Linked DNA regions of Mus musculus: regions 1 and 3 are each linked to region 2. A link is a contact called in public Hi-C and promoter capture Hi-C data. All regions are on one chromosome and are shown on one strand. The core of a region is the stretch at or near the end of the contact, and the rest is flanking DNA. Distances in the headings are between cores, read along the strand shown.

What was found. Promoter capture Hi-C pulls out the DNA fragments that hold promoters and counts their contacts. Hi-C and Micro-C count contacts between places; a contact is called where the count stands out from the background.
Region 1: a contact with region 2 is called in a promoter capture Hi-C map of liver, with 2.1 times the contacts expected there. The contact joins the promoter of Pah here to the promoter of Igf1 in region 2.
Region 3: a Hi-C map of uterus shows a contact between it and region 2, with 2.7 times the contacts expected there. The contact joins the enhancer-like site here to the promoter of Igf1 in region 2. A contact is called at or near these places in 13 of 39 promoter capture datasets (the 3T3-L1 cell line, 3T3-L1-derived adipocytes, the C10 cell line and 8 more), 4 of 484 Hi-C or Micro-C datasets (brown adipocytes and uterus), 3 of 115 datasets of contacts at active chromatin or transcription factors (the 230-238 cell line and embryonic basal ganglia) and 3 of 9 other capture datasets (adipose tissue, liver and pancreatic islet).

The regions. Positions count from the first base shown.
Region 1 is chr10:87,520,443-87,523,142 of GRCm38.p6, reverse strand. Pah (phenylalanine hydroxylase) reads right to left here and starts at 1,348. Exons shown (of 13, transcript NM_008777.3): 1 at 1,067-1,348. The coding sequence starts at 1,126.
Region 2 is chr10:87,857,675-87,860,374 of GRCm38.p6, reverse strand. Igf1 (insulin-like growth factor 1) reads right to left here and starts at 1,323. Exons shown (of 4, transcript NM_001111275.2): 1 at 963-1,323. The coding sequence starts at 1,025. The region is part of intron 1 of Igf1os (a long non-coding RNA gene); the gene reads left to right.
Region 3 is chr10:88,259,183-88,261,882 of GRCm38.p6, reverse strand. It overlaps a transcript of Washc3 not described here. Among named protein-coding and RNA genes, the nearest start is that of Washc3, 59 kb to the right of the region's middle. Within about 2 kb of position 1,317, at least 6 of the 459 cell types and tissues checked have an H3K27ac peak or open chromatin away from gene starts, as enhancers often do. A contact at or near this core is called in uterus, where this site is marked.

The DNA of each region.
Region 1 (2,700 bases), core at 99-2,598, 340 kb after region 2:
GTAGTCGATGTTCAGTTGCTTTCATCTTAATCCTACAATATGGGGGTGGGGTATTCTTTTTTTTTTTTTTGAAGGAAAATGTTCTGCTTCTGATGCTGAGCCTATACCAGGACATGTTTGGACCCTCTTCGAGTGTCCCTGTTTTTGGTAGGAACAATCTGTAGATTCACAAACATCTAAGTGTTTTATAAGCCACTCCCCCTAGCTCCCCACTCCCAGATTTCTGTCTTGAGCTCCCCAGATGGCCAAGGGACTGTGCAGCCTGCAATATAGGAGCTTAAAATAGGGTAGAGCCAGAATCCTTGGGCTGATCTGCCCGACCCTCATATCAACCTTCTTTAACACAAATTTCTCTGACTCCAGGCAACCCTCAACCCCTTAGTCCTGTCCAAGGAAAAGCTAGAAAAGGCATATTACCTCCAGAGACTGAATCTCAGTGTACAAACCATGATTTGCAATCTGGGGAAAGTACAAATATCACAGAAAAGAACATGTTCTGCAAGCCCTCCCTAGGGAGGACAATGGATTCCCTCCACCCCCAGCATAATCCCCAAGGTGCTTCAGGCTCCGGGCTAACTCCTGTTCATTTCCCTCTCTGTTTAATTTCTCCCTCCTTGGTTCTGAGTAAGTCCCCCCCCCCAAATTCTCTTCATGCGACATCACCTCCTGAAAGCCGAAAGAGGACAGTTTCTTACAAGCTTGTCATTTTGATACCCAGAAGAAAGGATTGAATAAGTATCCCTGGAGAGATAGGGACTCCCACCCCAGGTGACTAAGGACCAGCCATTTCCTTTCAGTGTACAGAAGATAAAGCCAATAGGCAGAGGATACCAATGAGCCACCCAAAGACACACAGATGTTGGTAGCAGCTCAGATCCCCAACTTTCTGTATCCTCAACTTGTTAAGACTAGTCTCATCAGTTGACTTCCTGGGCATTTTCCTCGCCTCTAAATAAAGTCATATTTCTTAGTAGCCTTAGGAGACTGGAAATACCAGCATTTCCCAGACTGCTTTCACATGTGGGGAACCAATTCTCTCCTAGCAGTGGAAGCCCAACAGGCTTACCTGCCCAAAGTCTGAGAGTTTTCTGCTCAGGACTCCGTTCTCCAGGACAACAGCTGCCATGCTGGCTCTCAGTAAGTGAGGTGTCTAGCTTAGCAGCAGGGTTAGGAAAAGTTTGCACTCAGGATGCGGGGCTGATGGTTTTAACCTGGCTCTCAGGACAGGAGAGGAGAGGTTTTGAAGGGTGTCTCCCACTGCAGTCTACAAGGTCACTCTCAGTGGGTGTTGCCCTGACGTAGCAGTGGATAGACATGAACAGTCCATACCCAACTCCAGTCCTGGACTGACCCAAGCGGGAGGCTTTGTGGGAGGGGTGGCAGCCACAACATGATTCTTTTGGCAGAGTATCCTGGACAAGAATAGAAGGCAGAGAGCCCAGACTACCTACATCCTGACGCTCAGACAGGCCTGGCAATGCTGAGACATTGGAATACCTGGAGTATGGATTCTCCGCAACCAGAGAAAAACCAGAAATAATCATGATGATGATGGAGGATAGCAATTAAGGATGACTGTTCCCTGCAAGCACAGAAATAGAGGCAGGATTGCAATTTAAACACGCTCCACTCTCAACTCACCTTTTATTCAATGCCAAGCAAGTTAGTCTCCATGACATACTTTTCCTTAGGCAACCACCCAGATGACCCTATGAGGCGAACATGAGCAAAAGCCCGGAGGTATCGGGGCTGAAATCCAGCCAGTTCTCTAGGTACTAGTATGGTGGCTGGGTCTCTGCAAAGAGGACAGAAGGGCCACCTCGCTGAGATATGTTATGTGCATGAATGACACAGACGAGATGATGCTCTGGGTATTCAGTCGGGGCTGTTCTCACCATTTACACTGCATAAATGGAAGCTAATGCTTAAATGTCTGTCTAAAAAAAGAAGGAAGGAAGGAAGGAAGGAAGGAAGGGAGGGAGGGAGGGAGGGAGGGAGGGAGGAAGGAAGGAAGGAAGGAAGGAAGAAAGAAAGAAAGAAAGAAAGAAAGAAAGAAAGAAAGAAAGAAAGAAAGAAAGAAAGAAAGAAAGAAAGAAAGAAAAGAAATGAAACAACAGACTGCCATGGAGCATTTGCTCTGTGTGTGTAGTGGTGGGGTTCTCTGCACTGGGACTACAGCAGAAGCAAGCAACCTCCCCATCAGCACTGCACCATTCTAGTGGTCAGGCAAAATAAGCAAGTTCAGATAGGACTAAGCCTCAGGGGAGGGGCAAATAGAAACAGGAACGAGGAGTGAGCTGAGTACCAGGTACTGGGAAGTGGTCTCAAGTGGACATGAAGGTGGCATGTCAGAACCCCATTTTTCGGAGAAGGAAACTGAAGGCAGATATTCATTGCTAGCAGAGAAATAAAGTATGAAAGTACAGGAAGGTCAATTTCAGAAAGACAGAGAAGTCGGGGGCATCAGGGGACTCAGAGCCTGCTTAATAATTACCCAGGCAAAGTTAATGAACTATGAGGGAGCAGGTCAATAATAGAAGGGACTAGGAGTCCACCCCATCCCCTCCCACAATCCCTTGATCTAATAAACAAGTATCTGCCAAAAGAAAAAAGACAACATTTCAAGTTGGAGACTCAAAGCAAATGGATTGCTTCCTCATTGGATGGACAGCCACTCCTACCAATACCCCAGTGTCTTTG
Region 2 (2,700 bases), core at 74-2,573:
AAAAGGAGAAGGCAGAACATAGACAGCGGCAGGGGCAAACGGCAGCAGCAGCAGCAGCAGCAGCAGCAGCAGCAGCAGCAGCAGCGGCAGGGGCGAGCGACAGAGCCAGAGGCAAGTGACAGAGGCAGCACAGCAGCAGCAGGGGCAAGCAGCAGCCGATTCACCTAAAGAGGCTTTGCCTTGCCGCGCCGCGCGGTGAGTCTAAGAGCAGAGCCTTAAACCAAAATTCAAACCCCAGCTCAGTCACGAAAGTCCCCTTCCAAAGAGAAAAGTTGGACAAGCAGCCGCCAGTAAGCTCCTGCTTTCTGAGCACAGCCTGTATCTGTTTAAAATTTCTGAATATGCAAAGACAGCAAGTTGTCTAAGAGCTTTTACAGAAAAGCAAATTAAACTTCCCCTAACTTTGACTTTCTGGGCAGAAGTGCAAAGAATTCCCGATTCTTGGCTCCAAAAAAAAAGAAAGAAAAAAGCATTTTTTAAAAGCCTTCCTATCATCTAAAATGTAACTTTTAATCTGTGACATGCCTCGTAAATAAAGTCCTGACAAATCACACACATACATAGACACAGACACAAGAACATGCTCTGAAAAAGCCAACGCCTGCACCTGTGAGAGAGAAGCACTCCCGAGTTTATAGTCATCTTTCTCGCCCCGAGCCATAGGCTAGATTTAAAGGAGTCTCTTAAAACGGCAGTGTGGAAGCCCTGTGGAAGCGGAGGCTTTAGCAGAAGTACCTTGCAATAGTTTCTACCCGTACAGATACCTCTGCAAATGCATTCATCCCCCGGAGCTCCTTTTACAGCTCGCACAGAACTGCACATTCAGCAATTTGTAAATAACCCCCAGTTCTGAAACAATGCAAATTCTAAAGCAAATAAAGACTCTAGGCAGAAGAAAACAGTACACAGTTTAAATACAATTCTCCAACGAGTTAAAAAAAAAAAAAGTAAGAGATATTTACCTTCAAGAAGTCACAGAGGCAGATCTTAAATAATTGAGTTGGAAGGCTGCTGATTTTCCCCATCGCTTCTGAAGTACAAAGTCTGGAAATGAATTGGTGGGCAGGGATAATGAGGCGAAAAAGAAATCCAGAGAGATGGGAGATGTTAGAGCAATGTCACATTTCAATTTTGAGGACTTTATTCCATTGCGCAGGCTCTATCTGCTCTGAATTTAGCAGTGACAGTGAGATTTAGCAAGCAGAAGAGGGATTTAGAGAAAATCCTCACATTTATCTACAAAACACAGACACTGTAGACAGGAAACAGCTGGGGGAACATTCGCCTTCTCTCTCTCTCCCTCTTCTGGCAAAGTTATCGAGTAAGGACTTTTTTGGGCACCGTGACAAATAACATCATACCTTCGCTCTTAAAAACTGGAGCACAGAGACTCACCCCCCCCCCCCCTAAAAGAATGTGTGTCTCTGACAGGGTTAGCAGACATTAAATACTGAGGCTGCCATAGAAAAATAGGCTCTGTTCTCTGATTAACTTTCCACAGGGTTTGAAGGTACACTTGTGTGCTAATACACCTCACCAGGATTAGAGGATCTAAGTGGGACACGGGGGCAACTTTATATTTTAGGGCAAATGCAAAATTTGAAGGAAAAAAAAAACAAAAAAAGGAAGAAGAGACTATCTCCAGGAAGCACAATGCTGTTAACCCTGAAATGACCAGGGTAAACTAGATCGAAAGGCAGCTCTCAGGGGAAGGGGAGGTGGAGGGGATAGAGTGACCCTTGTCCTAGTTGCCAGGCAAGGGGAATGATCTCATTTCCTAAAACCTATAGATGGCCAGGCAGCAGTGGGCTGGCTCCTGTCAGGACACTGTGTCATGCTTTGTGCAGAGAATCAGGCTATGCTGAGATCTGGGATGGATTGAAAAATAAAATGATCCTAGTTTTCAACAAAGCTGGATGCCTGTCACCTCCTTGACCCCAAGGAAGCAGTATGGGAGGCACACACTGTTTCCCGTTGGCTGTATTGTTCTCTATAAATGAGTGTGTGTGTGTGTGTGTGAGACACAGTTGTGTGTATGTGTGCATGCATGCATATGTGTGTGTGTGTAAGTGTGTGTGTCTGTCTGTGTCTGTGTCTGAGTGTGTATTCCAAATAATACCAGCTGGCTAGCAATACTCTCTCCAGGGTTATGATGTCATTCAAATCCCTCAACTGGGTAAGTGGCTGGCAGCATGGTTCAAGCCGGCTGCTTCTGCTATTTATAATGTATAAACTCGCCTTTGCCACAGGGAATGGAGTTCTGATCTTCTGTTGATACGGTTTGTACCTATTTCTCAGTGGTCTTTCAGAGGCAGTAGATAAGAAAGTGAATTATGAAAGAAGGTTACAAAAGCCCAGATTAGACGCTGCATGCTTTCCACGGATATCTCTCCAGGTGTGCTTTCCCAGGGGAGATGGAAATGAGCCAGACTTGCCTCAGTCTCTTACTCTCTCGGACTCTCAGGGGGATTTGAAGGTACTGACACATCGGTGGAGACAGAGGCCAGTTGGAAACTCTACACTGCCTCTTTACGCTGCCCCATGGATAGAAACCTGCTTGGGGATGTGGTGATTGTCCTCAAATGAAACCAGTTTGGTTTTGCAAGGGGCTTGGGCTCTTTCCAACCCTCTGTGTGGTCAATACTTCACAGCAGTGTTTACCTTTCAGACAGGAACATTAGAAACCTGGTGTGAGACTGT
Region 3 (2,700 bases), core at 68-2,567, 400 kb before region 2:
TACTCCTATATTCTTACTGGTGGTATGTTGGAATGCTAGGGTAGATTAAAAATATTGAAGTGAAATTTAAATATTTCTTTTTATTTTAGTATTTGGATAATACTAAATTTTAAATAAGATACATGGCTTATATTTCCATTGTATTGGCAGAACTGCTGAAAGGCAATGTTATTTTCTATTTCCATAATAAAACAGTACCCCTCCCTGCTTTTTCTCACTTTTTTTTTTCCTTGTAGGGAACTTGCTCACGTGAACACGAGGGAGACATTCAAAGACTAATAAACAGGCTAGTTCATTCTTCCCTATTGTCTGGGGTTGTTTATCTGCATTCCAGCATTTCCATGGAGATTAGTGTAGTTGCAAGCTTGCTTTAATGGTCACAATGTTCTGTACGGTTTGCATGTTATAAAAAAAAAAAACGGTGAAACACAAGTCTTAAAAAGGCTCATTACTTTTGGTCATTAAAAAGCAGACGGACAAAGTGGGAGTGCTTGTATTAATAACTTTCACATCAGGCAAGTTGTTGTCTGACATATTCAGATGGACTCACCCTTTCTAAAGAAGTTATTGCTAAATACTGCTCTCCTGCAAAGAGCCTGGAGCCAACATCTGTTAGAACACCAAATAACAATGGCCAAGTCTCAAGAGATGGTGCTTGAAGGATTGGTTTGCTTTCAGGATGGTGAACAGCAGGAAACTGTCAGGAAGGGATTCCTGGATTCAACAGTTAGGCTCCCAAGTTTTTCTCTTCTGAGCTAGAAGAAACGTCCTGGGTTGACCATCAGATTGACTTTTAGCCTAATTTGTTCTAGTTTTATGAACTTTCCAGGTTTATATCAACAAACTCCTGTGAGTCCACAAACTTGGTGTGTGCCAGCACTTCATAGAATGTGACATTGCCTCAAGGATGTGAAACCAAATGGAACTGATTATACATACAATGAAAATAAACTTAGCAAGAGTCTGAGATACCACGTAAAGTATTTTACTTCATTCTGCAAAGCTCTTTGCCTTTAGGAAGTGAGCTTGTTTTTAAATACCAATGGGCTTTGTTTTTTTTGTTTGTTTGTTTTTTGTTTTGTTTTGTTTTTAAAAAAGCAAGGGCTTATCCACTGTCTTTGAAATGTAAGCAAGCAAAAAGAAAAAAAAAATCCAGAAGTTAAGTTATGACTTTGAAATCCAAAAGGGAGAATTACAACCCGAGGCGTGCCTGTCACACAGAGGGTCTGCTGTGCTTCAAAACAGTTGGGAGCACTTTATGTGTACGGATGGGCTGAGAGTACTCAGTAGACAGTGAACCTTTTGGAAGAACATGCAGTTCTTGAATACCTGTCACCAGCGTTATATTGCAGATGAAACGGAAGGGCTCTCACGTTGAGCAGTTCGCACACTGTCTCGGCAGCGATGACGTCACTGTGCGAACAAGCTGTTCCTTCTCACGATGTCCCTTCAAGAGGAGAGACTTAGTTTGACTTTGTCTCTCTCCTTCTCTTTCTTTCTCTCTCTTTTTTCCCCCTTCCATGCTGAATTTTGTAACCTTGTCAACTGCAACCTCTTTGGCCCAATAATTACAGTCAACATTGAAAGCTCTGCTCTCAAATTATAATTATTAGGACAGATAAAAGGAGGGAAAATAAATTAAACTCAGCCCTTTTATGCCAGTGTTATAGATGACATCCACCTGTGCTTTAGAAGTTTTGTGTTCAAGATGTTTTTTCACTTTATCTGTAAATAGAGTTTTTTTTTTTTAGGAGGGTGGGCAAAATGTGTTTGTATATATGTGTCTGTGTACGTATGTGTGCCTTTATGTGTATGTTTGTGTGGATATGTGTGTGTGTGTGTGTGTGTGTGTGTGTGCGTGTCTGTGCAGAGGCCAGAGGTAGCCTTCAGTACTCTCTATTTTTGTTGTTGGTTTATCTTGTTTCTGTTTTTTGTATGTGATAGGGTCTCTCAGTCTCTTATTGACCTGGATCTGGCAAAGTAGCCCAGGTTAGCTGGACAGGGAGCCCCAAGAATCCCGACTCAGAACTGGGATAGCAAGCATGCACCACCATGCTGGGATAGCAAGCATGCACCACCATGCTGGGCTCTGTCGTATGGGAGTTCTGGGTTCTGAATGAAGGACCTTATACTTGCACAGAAAACCCTTCTCTGACTTAGACACCTTTCTGACCCTGAAATAGCCCTTACATTTCTCGTTACTAAATTAATTCTACAGAGTTTGGTGTTATGCCTGTTGGTGCTTTACTGATTTAACTGAGCTGCATATTCCAACAAGCTGAAAATAATTATGAATATTAATAATATTTTTTCAGAAACAATGGTAACTCAATCTCTGGGTGCAACAACTAAAACCTAATCTTGTAAGCCTTATTAAAACCTGATTCCTCCGGTGGCGAATCCGCCATGATACTGGGAAAGTCTAGCAGCTACCTCTTACTCATCTGCTGTCCCCATTCCAAAATGGCTTATATATATATATATATATATATATATAATCAAAGAAACTCTTGGAGTCTATTTCTTTCCTATCAAATTCAACTATCTACGGAGAAAGTCAAAGGGAGACAACCATATATTTATAGAAATATATGCTTCTCCTATATAGACTTGAATACCCTTCTAGAAGAATATGGCTATATATTAACAAATACCTCAGAAGAATGAGAAAACAGACTGTGTGTTTTAACTTTGTCTTGA